2 separate regions of the Sus scrofa genome follow, and region 1 is linked to region 2. Evidence: chromatin contacts called from public HiChIP or PLAC-seq data. All regions are on one chromosome and are shown on one strand. Each heading gives the region's core, a stretch centred on a gene start, on an enhancer-like site or on the middle of the called end of the contact. The rest is flanking DNA. Distances are from core to core; before and after follow the strand shown. Region 1 has its middle 29 kb from the start of CHRNB3. Region 2 overlaps SLC20A2 (sodium-dependent phosphate transporter 2).

Region 1 (5,781 bases), core at 1,080-3,579, 150 kb before region 2:
AACAAGCCTAACCCTCCCAGAAGCAAATCAGTGGTCAGAAACCGCACACCAGGGGTTGTAGTGGGGAAAAGCAACAGACACATTTCCAAAATAGGATCTCCATTTCGGAAGATTTATTTTTGATAGAAGATGATAAGTTTCATGTTACATGTGTTGGATTTGAGACTCCCAGTGAAAATGCAAGACTTCAGGCAGGCAGATGTAGCAGGGCTGACATCACCATGGAAAAAGTGTGGGCATGAAACCAAGCAGGACTCTGTGGGGCGTCTGGGTACACAGGCTTTTCAGGGTCCCCCATTTCTTGCTTTTAGGGAATAAGCTTAAGCCTCCATGGCCTTCTCTGAGTTCCAAAGGGCAGGTTCAAAGAGTTGATAATCGGGAGGAAAAGTCAAGAAACAACAAAGCAGCTTGGGGCAGGGTCCTGGTTCCTCTTCAAGGAATATACATAAAACATCTTTGAGCCTTCCTGTGGAACTAAAACCCCCAACAAATGAAAACAGGAGAGGGGGACCAGCAGAACCAGTCCAGGGGCCAACTATGAAGAATGACAGCTTGCCTCCCCCCTGATCCTTATCCATGGCCCTATTTCCCACTCCCAAACTGTAAAATCACCTCCTAATCTCTAAAGGGGGAGCACAGTCTTTAGGGCATTAGCCCTTTGCCTGGCTAAGCAATAAAGTTACTTTTTTCTCCTTCACCCAAAACCCTGTCTCTGTGTTTCTATTTGGCACTGGTGACAGAGGATGAGTTTTGGCAACAGGCAGAAAAGAAAAAGACAAGGACTTGATGGAGTTCCCACTGTGGCACAGCAGAAATGAATCCGACTAGTATCCATGAGGTAGTGGGTTTGATCACTGGCCTTACTCAGTGGATTAAGGATCTGGCGTTACCATGAGCTGTGGTGTAGGTCGAAGATGCAGTTCGAATCCCACGTTGCTGTGGCTGTGATGTAAGCCAGCAGCTGTAACTCTGATTCAATCCCCAGCCTGGGAATTATCCATGAGGACTTGGGTTCGATCCCTAGCCTCACTCGGTGGGTTGGGGATCTGGTGTTGCCAGGAGTTGCAGTGTAGGTCACAGATAAGGCTTGGATCTGGCATTGCTGTGGCTGTGGTATAGGTCGGCAGCTGCAGCTCTTATTCAACCCCTAGCCTGGGAGCTTCCATATGCCACATGTGCTAAAAAGCAAAACAAACAAAAGAGAACTCCTTTGGTTAACTGCTGACATAAGGAGTATCTGGCAAACAAATTTGATTTTCTCTTCCATTGTCCTTTTATTTATTTATTTCACTTTTTAAAACTTAGCCCATGAGTTCCCGTCGTGGCTCAGTGGTTAACAAATCCGACTAGGAACCACGAGGTTGCCAGTTCAATCCCTGGCCTTGCTCAGTGGGTTAAGGATCCGGTGTTGCTGTGAGCTGCGGTGTAGGTTGCAGACTTGGCTCAGATCCTGCGTTGCTGTGGCTCTGGCATAGGCAGGTGGCTACAGCTCGGATTCGACCCCTAGCCTGGGAACCTCTACATGCCACAGGAGTGGCCCTAGAAAAGACAAAAAGACCAAAAATCCAAAAAAAACAAAACTTAGCCCAGATTTGGCTTTTTTTGTTTGTTTTATTTTATTTTATTTGCTTTTTAGGACCACACCTGTGGCCCAGGCTAGGGGTCGAAGTTCCCAGGCTAGGGGTCGAATCAGGGCTACAGCTGCTGGCCTACGCCACAGGCACAGCAATGTCAGATCTGAGCCGAATCTGCTACCTACACTGCAGGCTCATGGCAACACAGGATCCTTAATCCACTGAGTGAGGCCAGGGATGGAACCAGCATCCTCATGGATACCTCATGGATTTGTTACCACCGAGCTACAAGAGAAACTCCTCCCATTGTCCTTTTAAATGCACTCATTGAAGGCAATTGTCCGTGGCTTCCAATGGAAAAGGGCAGACCCTGGCTTCCCTATTCAGTCTTAGATGAAAGCCCCCTCTGTGGTCAGGATAGGCTCTTGGAAGTGAGACTGCTCAGTTTAACCTTCTAACAACTGCTTCAGCCTCCCTTCAAGGTTAAGGTCCTCTTGCCCCCTTCCCTCCCCCTGCTAATGGAGCTGGGCCACCTGCTCTCATGGGAGGGTGTGTGGCCCGTGGTTTCGGGGACGCTGGGGAAGAGGAGGAGGCTGCAGAAGCAGTGAGGACTGGGAGCTGATCCTCACTTGGCTGGCGATGGCTTGGCTGGGTGCAGAGGAGGCTGGCAGCTGGTGGGAGGGGACAGAACTGCTGACGGCTGTGACCTGTGTGGCCTCGAAAAGGAAGCCCTGTGTCTTACCGCTTGTAATTAGGGCTGAATCACCAGTGCCACCCTGCTTGGCCACAAAAGCAGAGCAGATGGCAGCTGAGAAGAGTGATGGAGAGAGATCCCTTTTTTCCACTCCTGCCTTCAGGGGTACACAAAGCTCGGTCATGGTCATGGCGCCCTTGCTTCAAGGTAGGGGGCAGGGTGAGGAGGTAGAACCACTCACTTTGGGTACAGGCCCTAAGAGGGCCCCCCAAATTCAGCTGTCAAGATAAATAATCTTTTTTTTTTTTTTTTTTCTTTTTAGGGTCACACCCTCAGCACATGGAAGTTTCCAGGCTAGGGTCCAGTCAGAGCTGCCGCTGCCAGCCTATACCACAGCCACAGCAACACCGGATCCGAGCCACGTCTGTGACTTACACCACAGCTCATGCCAACGCTGGATCCTTAACCCAATAATTGAATCCTAGATACTAGTAGGTTCATTACTGCTGAGCCACATCCGGAACTCCAAGATAAATAATCTTTCAATGCAATATGTTAAAAAATCAAAATCAATAGAAAAATCCATGATGAGCAAAAAATTGTTACTAATTTTCCCTTTTGCTTCAGGCTCTGGTGTGGTTAAAGGCAGAGCTTTAACTGACCCTGTCTTTTTAAAATTTTGATATTTTGCTCATCATGGACGTTTTTTGGGGGGAGGGAGCACACCCACAGCATTCAGAAATTCCTGGGCCAGAGATCAAACTTGCACCAGAGCAGTGACTTGAGCCTCTGCAGTGACAATGCCAGATCCTTAACTGCTGAGCCACCAGGGAACTCCTCATCACGGACTTTTGACATTAATTTCGACCTTTAGCATTAAGGAGTTTTCAGCCATGCACATGAATACAGGTTAAAAAAATGGTCCTCTCACACAACAAGGTCCTATGGTGTATCCCGTAATAAACTGTAATGGAAAAGACTAAGAAAAGGAACATATATATACATAAAACTGAGTCACTTTGCTGTACAGGAGACAAGAACACAACATTGTAAATCAACTCTACTTCAACAAAGTTTAAAAATAAATAAAAGGGAGTTCCCATCGTGGTTCAGCAGAAACAAATCTGACTAGTATCCATGAGAATTAGGTTCAATCCCTGGCCTCACTCAGTGAGTAAAGGATCCGGCGTTGCATAAGCTGTGGTCACAGATGCAGCTCAGATCCTGCATTGCTGTTGCTATGGTGTAGGCCGCAGCTGCAGCTCCAATTAGACCCCTAGCCTGGGAACTTTCATATGTCGTGGGTGTGGCCCTAAAAAGAAAACACGTACATACATACCTACATAAATAATTGGAGTTCCCGATGTGGCTCAGCAGTAGCAAACCAGACAGATCCATGAGGACGTAGGTTCAATCCCTGGCCTCCGTCAGTAGATTGAGAATCCGGCATTGCTGTGAGCTGTCGTGTAGGACACAGACGTGACTCAGACCTGGCATTGCCGTGGCTGTGGCCTAGGACAGTGGCTACAGCTCCAATTTGACCCCTAGCCTGGGAACTCCCATATGCCACGGGTGCGGCCCTAAAAAGCAAAAATACATAAATAAATAAATAATTTAAGACCACCGTCTAGTTAGCGACAATGGTCAGTCTCCTGGTTTTGATACTGTACTGCAAGGTATACAAACGTTCAGCACAGAGCCGTTGTTGCAACTTCCTGTGAGGCCATAATTATTTAAACATTAAAAATTTTGAAAACAATGGTTTGTATAAATTACTGGAATTTTGGCACCCAGTTTGATTTGGGGCCCAAGATGAGTGCCTCGTTTGCCTGCCCTAGTCCTGGCCCGGCCTGTCCTGCTGCTCTCAAAACAGTGGGAACGGCAACCAGGTAGAGGCCTTGGTTCCCTCAGGGCTGCCATGGGGCCCCCACCACCCCCACTAGCTCTGTCCTTGGACCCCATACTCCTCCTCCATCAGCATTTCTTTTCTTTTTTTTTTTTTTTTTTTGTCTTTTCTTGGGCCGTCCCACAGCATATGGAGGTTCCCAGGCTAGGGGTCCAATCAGAGCTGTAGCCACCGGCCTATGCCAGAGCCACAGCAACGCAGGATCCGAGCCGCGTCTGCAACCTACACCACAGCTCACGGCAACGCCGGATCCGTAACCCACTGAGCAAGGGCAGGGATCGAACCTACAACCTCATGGTTCCTCATCGGATTCGTTAACCACTGAGCCACGACGGGAATTCCCCATCAGCATTTCTGTCTTGCAACGAACACCATGTCTGCAAGGTTCAGTCATGTGCAACACAGGGGTAGCGGTTCCTTTCGTGGCTTGAGCATTCAAGGTCTGTCTCAGTAAGGACTGCACCCATGGCATATGGAATTTCTGTGGCAGGTATCCAATCCGAGCCAGAGCTGCGACCTATGTCTCAGGTACGGCAAGTCCAGTTCCTTAACCCACGGCACTCAGGCTGGGGATTGAACCTGACCCTCCGCAGTGACCCAAGCTGTTGCAGTCAGATCCTTAACCCACTGTGCTACAGTGGGAACTCCCGTAAGGACTGCTCTTGGTGTTGACATACCCTGTTCTGTCCTAGCCTCTATCTTGGTTGTAAGTTGGGGGCTATGGGTTTAATGAGGGCCCAGGCAATTCCAGTGGGCCTGCCTAAGGAGGGGACCTCCACCCTCTGCCAGTTCCTAACTTCAGGTGAGTATTAGATCTTCTAGATCAGTGTCACCTGGGAACTTGTGGAAAATGCCTGTTCTCAGGCCCCTCCCTGGATGTGAGACACCCTGGGTTGCCCAGCCGTCCAGGTCTGAGAACAACTAATCTTTAAAAATATAGGATGGGAGTTCCCATTGTGGTTCAGCAGTGTGGAAAGTAACATAATGTCTTTCCTTTTTCTTTTTCTTTTTTTTTTTGTCTTTTTGCTTTTTCTGGGGCTGCTCCTGTGGCCTATGGAGGTTCCCAGGCTAGGGGTCTAATTGGAGCTGTAGCCACCGGCCTACGCCACAGCCACAGCAACTCGGGATCTGTGCTGCATCTGCAACCTACACCACAGCTCATGGCAACGCTGGATCCTTAACCCACTGAGCAAGGCCAGGGATCGAACCCACAACCTCATGGTTCCTAGGTGGATTCGTTAACCACTGCGTCACGACGGGAACTCCCATAACGTCTTTTCTATCAAAGGAAATCTTGGTTACTCCATTTTGCTCTGGTTTCCCCTTCCTGCGATGCACCCTCCTCCTCTTTCCCTCTTCTCCCAGTAACGATTTGTTTCAAATTAGCCATCTGGGTAAAATGTGCACCCTGACCTGACCAATGGGAAGGGGACAGGTACGTCACCTGCGTTAGGGATAAACAGGGGAGGGTCCTTTGTTCAGCGCGTGCACTTTTTGGAGAACCTGCACCCTTCTGCAGAAGTAAAGAGCCTTGTCGAGATCTCCCTGTGTTCAGGTGTCTCACTTTTTGGACACAGACTATCCCAGCCATGTCCCCAACAGCAGTA
Region 2 (5,104 bases), core at 1,386-3,885:
AGGGGTGGTTTCTGCCCCTTGAGCTCAGACCTGAGCTTCCCATAGAGATACTGTCTTTCCCGTCTGCGTCCCCAGCTTGTGGTCCCAGGATGGGAGCATCGCAGCATGTGTTACCTCAGTCTATAATTGGATTCCATGCCATAGGGGGAAACTCTTCTTTTGGGTCTCTCCGTCCTCCTCTTAGCCCTCGCCTGTTTTTCCTCCTCTCCAGTCTGAGTTCCTCAGCTTTCATTTCTCCCACCGTCTCAGTGGCAGGTTTTGTATTCGTTACACGTTGAAGTAATGGTATCTTGGATATGTTGAGTTAAATAAAAATACAATTAAAATTAATTTCACCTGTTTATTTCTCCTTCTATTTTTTAATGTGACTAGTCAGTTTTAAATTATTCGGGTAGCTGCTCCAGAGGGTCTTTATCCAGGTAATTAATTAATGCAAGTTCATAGAAACAAGCTGCTTTTGGGTTTTTTTTAATTTATTGAAGTATAGTTGATTTACCAAGTTGTGTTCATTTCTTTCTTTCCTTTTTTAAATTTAGGGCCATACCTGCGGCACATGGAAGTTCCCAGGCTAGGGGTTGAATTGGAGCGGTAGCCACCGGCTTACACTGTAGCCACAGCAGTGCGGGATCTGAGCCACGTCTGTGACCTATACCACAGCTCACGGCAATGCTGGGTCCTTAACCCACCGAGCGAGGCCAGGGATCGAACCTGTGTACTCGTGGATACTAGTTGGGTTCGTTACAATGAGCCACAATGGGACCTCCCGTCTCCTGTATGCTTTTGTTTTAGTTTCATGGACCTGTTGGACTGAGACCCCAAACGTCGCCCCCTCCACCTGCATCGCTCTGCCCCGCCCTCCCCATCACCCACAGTTCATGAGAACCAATTGGGCGGAGTTAACTTGCTTGTAAATGATGCACAGAGAGTTGTCTCTACTGTCATAGGTGGCCTGGAGCAGTCGACTAGCAGCTTCTTCTCGCTGGTGAAGAGGAAGCAGCTGGGTGACTAATGTACATTGGAAGATAGACTATTTTCTTTGGAATGTTTTGATTCTTGAATTTTGGAACAGGTGTGGCCAGGGTTGAAAGAAACAGTGGAATCCATACTCGGCGTATTTGACATGCAGAGAACGGGGAAACTGCTCGGTGGGTGCTGCCTGCCTGCAGCACAGTGGGCGTGGGCGCCATCGTCGGCCTGTTCCTCTCCCAGCCAAATCCGATGTAGAAATATTTATGGTGTATTGGCTTTTTTGGTCTTTTTGTTTTGGGTTTGTTTTTGGTTTAGGGAGGAAGTAACGTCTTAGCTTAGAAACTCTTCGGCTGAACTATGCCGTAATAGGATGAGGAGGATAATTGTGTCAAAAGTAACCTCACGATGCCCTGAGTCTGGCGTAAAGAATTCCAGAGTGAGTTCACTGCGGATCACCGAGAATTGATTATGAATCAGAGCTCAGCCATCTTTGATACGTGCCCACTTCGTTCCCTTGGGGACAGAGGGGAGGTGGGGGCACCTCCGGCGACTTGGGTTGGGGTGGTGGTGAGCACACGGCCCCCCATCTCGTGGGTGAGTGGGTGCTGGTCACAGCTGCCTAGGCCGGGCCTGGGGGTGGATTCCCAGACTGGCAGCCAGCAGGCTGTGTGAACAACAGGAAAGGGTTGTGGCCCCCAGCTCTTGCCAGTGAAAGCCAACCTGTTCGCCACTTTGGGTGACGGGCCACAGGCAGACAGTGCTCCACAGGGATATGGTCAAGTCCTGTGGGTCTGTGTCACCTGCCTGTGCCAGAGAATCAGGGTGTGAGCCCTGCAGCGCAGCCCTGGGATTTGGGAGTTGAGTCAAATAAATCTCTCGAAATCTAAACTGGCATATGACATTTTAAAATGAGGAAAATATGCAGCTCTGAAAAGATTTGTGGGATTATAGCCAAATAGTTACTATGGAAGATAGGTCATGGGGAGGTTAGGAGGGGGCGGGGTAATCCAGTGCCGATCCTGAGAGAAGCGCGGGACAAGTCATTGAACGTCCGCCCATTTAAGAAAACAAAATGGGAACCCGACGTCTCCCAGAGATGTGTGGCGATCTGATTGATGTTGGCGCATGCCTTGATATCTTTCATAAAGTGTCCAGTAAGAGCAAAACATGGCAGAGCAATTTAACGATCTACAGCAAACTGGCCTGAACCATCTTGAGTTGCGATTCAGCAGTCGCTGTGTGTCTTTGACACAAGTCTTTCTTATTAAAGGCAGGTTGTATTTTTTCAAAGAAAGTTCCGTGCTACTCCGAATATTCTTTCAAGTGTCAGCGGTATCCTTGGGGTCTTTCACGGTCAGCTTGAGCTTTAGCATACTTCTTAGACGGCCAGTGTACCCTTCCAGCCTGTACTTCAAAGTGCTTCTTGTCAGGGATGAGGCCTTTCGGGAATCTTTGAGGTGTTTGTTTTCAGTTGTAATTTATCAGTGAACCCGTACCTCAGAGCAGCTCCTTGGGCACTGCAGAAGACAGACCCAGGAAACAAACAAAATTCGTTCATGTTGTATCGAGAGAAGAGCTCTCATTTAAGGCTATTTGTTGGTAGACTTACTGGTGTGTGTTGCCTTTGACGCCTGCTTAATTTTACACAGTACTGGTAAAGCATCTGACAGAAGGTCCTCTTACTTGGTCTTTTCTGAACATGCAGCACTGCCACCTTGTTGCCAAAGTTTTGTCTGATTGAAAGTGCTTGAAAATCAAATGAACTCCTGTTGTGTAAAAGAGCTTACTCTGTCGGTGCTTGCAAAACAGCTTAAAAGGAGATAGTATTCTTGGACTGAATTCAGTAATTAGCATAATTGTGATGCTCGGTATTGTTCCCCAGAGCACGCCCCTTGGCCAGATCTCCCATTAAGAGGACACCGATGTTGTCCTGTTGGATAAACCCCCGCACACATGATGCAGATCAGCGAGTTCCTGCCGGCCTCGCCGGTGCAGTTAATTTTAGCTGGGGTTTGTTCTATGAGTTGTAAAACTGTTTACCCAAGTAGAAGTTAGTAAGCTGAAATGTGACTTCTCGCCCGATGTGAGAGGAGCCTGTTTTAGACTGAGATTGTGTTCGTGATCCCAGGAGCAGTCTTCTGAAGAATTGCAGCTCCGATTTCCTTTGAAAGTACTTTGTAAGTACTGAGTGAATGTCTGAGATTTTTTAGAAATCTTTGTTCTTTGGTCTTTTCTCCTTGAATCTTCCTAATGTTGCTATCACAGTAATTTTTTTTTCTCTCTCTCGGGGAAACTGGAAACTCTGGGATGGGTACTTGAGGGTGTTCTAAGAATGGAGCCGAAAGGTTTTTTTCCTGAAACGTATTCTGCTGCAAGAAACCTGCCTTACTCAGTTTGCCTAGGAGAAAGTATTTGATTCTTACTATTTTTATCTTTGCAAAAGCAACCTGTGGATTATTATATATTTTACCAGTTAAAATCTTTGGTTAATAGAGTGGTGTGTTAATGAGCTTTATTTTCAATGGTAACCTAACTCTTAGAGGAAAAAACATGTTAAAAATTCCTGTGGAATTGTACTTACCGTGAGCTACAAGTTTATGTGCAGAAATAATGAGAGTGTCAAATGTGATTTTGTAAAATATGCAGATGGCGAGTTTTTTCTTTTTAAGGAGGATTGTTGTCCTTAAAAACAGACCCTCCTACTCCTAAAGAGAAGCTCTTAAAAAAATAAAGGTAAATTTAGGAGGATGCCTTTGGCTAGTAATTGAACGCATCCTCTGGAAGATGGATTTAGTAATCGCAATTAATCAAAGGTCATGGAATTCCCTAATCCTGACTCTGCTCTTGATTTAACACGTTGCTGCCAATTTAAATTTGGACTGAAGAAACCTAAAGATTTTAACCTAGAATAAATATTTTGAGTTGAGTCTTAATCACCTTTGCTAAAGTTTGAAGTGTTTTAATTCCAAGGACTCTGACTTCATGCCAAACAGCTTGCTTATGACAGGGAACCGACAGGAATTTCTTAATCCATTAACGGGTAAATTATCTCCCCTCTGGGAATGTGGATTTTAAGGCACCGACTCTAATGGGTGGTGTCTTTGCTGTTCCCCAGACCTCAGGGCTCCAGTATCTGTGGGCCTAGAGGAAGGCATGCCCTTAGATGCCATTTTCCATTTGGAAAGCTGCATTTAAAGACTTCTTTGTTGTTATGTATTGTCTGATTTTTAAATCCCAACGACCCAAGGTGCCAACAATGAAAGGAAATGTTTCAGTGGCACAGTTAGTAGGACAAGAATGTAAGAAGGAAAAAGAGAACTGAGTTCTTGGGCTATTTTTAGAAAGAAACTTAAAAAAAAAAAAAAAAAAAAAAAAACCTTAAGCCTTTTTATTGAGCCGAAGAGAAGTGTGCCGCCCAGATCCCTGGCAATTATAACGGCAAAGTCTGTAATGTCATCTTCAGCCGTTCAAGGGCCGATGAGCGTGTCCTTCAGAGTATATACTTTTATCCAAAGGAACTAACTGTTCTTCTGTTAACTGTTACCAAGGCACCATCAGAATGCCAGGCTTTAGAGGTGTGCTGTAGTTGGACATGAGCTCATTTTCAAGCTGTTATTCATCTGCTCCGTTGTAGTTTAGTCCTGTGGAAAAGAAAAGCTGTTTAAGAGCCATCTAGTTTTTAATTTAACAAAAGGAGTTTCCAGAGGTGTTTGCACCATGAGGAAGCCTGTGTTCTTTTAGGAGGAGTTGCTGAAATGCTCATCACCACTTGCAGCCTGTTGCCTTGGTGATTTACGCGCGCTGTGAAACAGTGATAGAGGCAGAGGAGCACGTTTCCATGATGTCAGGGTCGGGGTGGGACTCTCTCCTGTTTGCCCGTGATGATGCTCCTCCCTGCTACGGTCACAGTCCCCTCCTGAGAAGAGGCTTTGTGGACTGGCCGTGACCTTGGCCCTGACAGGTCCCTGTGCACTCACCTCAGCCTCCCACGGGAATCCAGATGCCGAGAAACCTGGGTAGCTCTGGGCTGTGGCCGGAGCCTGTGGCTTCAGCTGTGTGCTGGGCACACTGCTCTTGACTTGATGCCTCCAGTCGTGTGTGCCCTGCTCTCCTGGCAGCCCGCCCTCCCGTCCTC

Evidence for each region. HiChIP or PLAC-seq counts read pairs in DNA pulled down with a chosen protein or histone mark.
Region 1: an H3K27ac HiChIP or PLAC-seq map of skeletal muscle shows a contact between it and region 2. The contact joins two enhancer-like sites. A contact is called at or near these places in 3 of 47 Hi-C or Micro-C datasets (fetal skeletal muscle, heart right ventricle and subcutaneous adipose tissue) and 1 of 2 datasets of contacts at active chromatin or transcription factors (skeletal muscle).

What each region holds. Positions count from the first base shown.
Region 1 is chr17:11,656,254-11,662,034 of Sscrofa11.1, reverse strand. No RefSeq gene overlaps it. Among named protein-coding and RNA genes, the nearest start is that of CHRNB3, 29 kb to the left of the region's middle. Within about 2 kb of position 2,329, at least 4 of the 83 cell types and tissues checked have an H3K27ac peak or open chromatin away from gene starts, as enhancers often do. A contact at or near this core is called in skeletal muscle, where this site is marked.
Region 2 is chr17:11,509,327-11,514,430 of Sscrofa11.1, reverse strand. The region is part of intron 2 of SLC20A2 (sodium-dependent phosphate transporter 2); the gene reads left to right. Among named protein-coding and RNA genes, the nearest start is that of SLC20A2, 38 kb to the left of the region's middle. Within about 2 kb of position 2,635, at least 22 of the 83 cell types and tissues checked have an H3K27ac peak or open chromatin away from gene starts, as enhancers often do. A contact at or near this core is called in skeletal muscle, where this site is marked.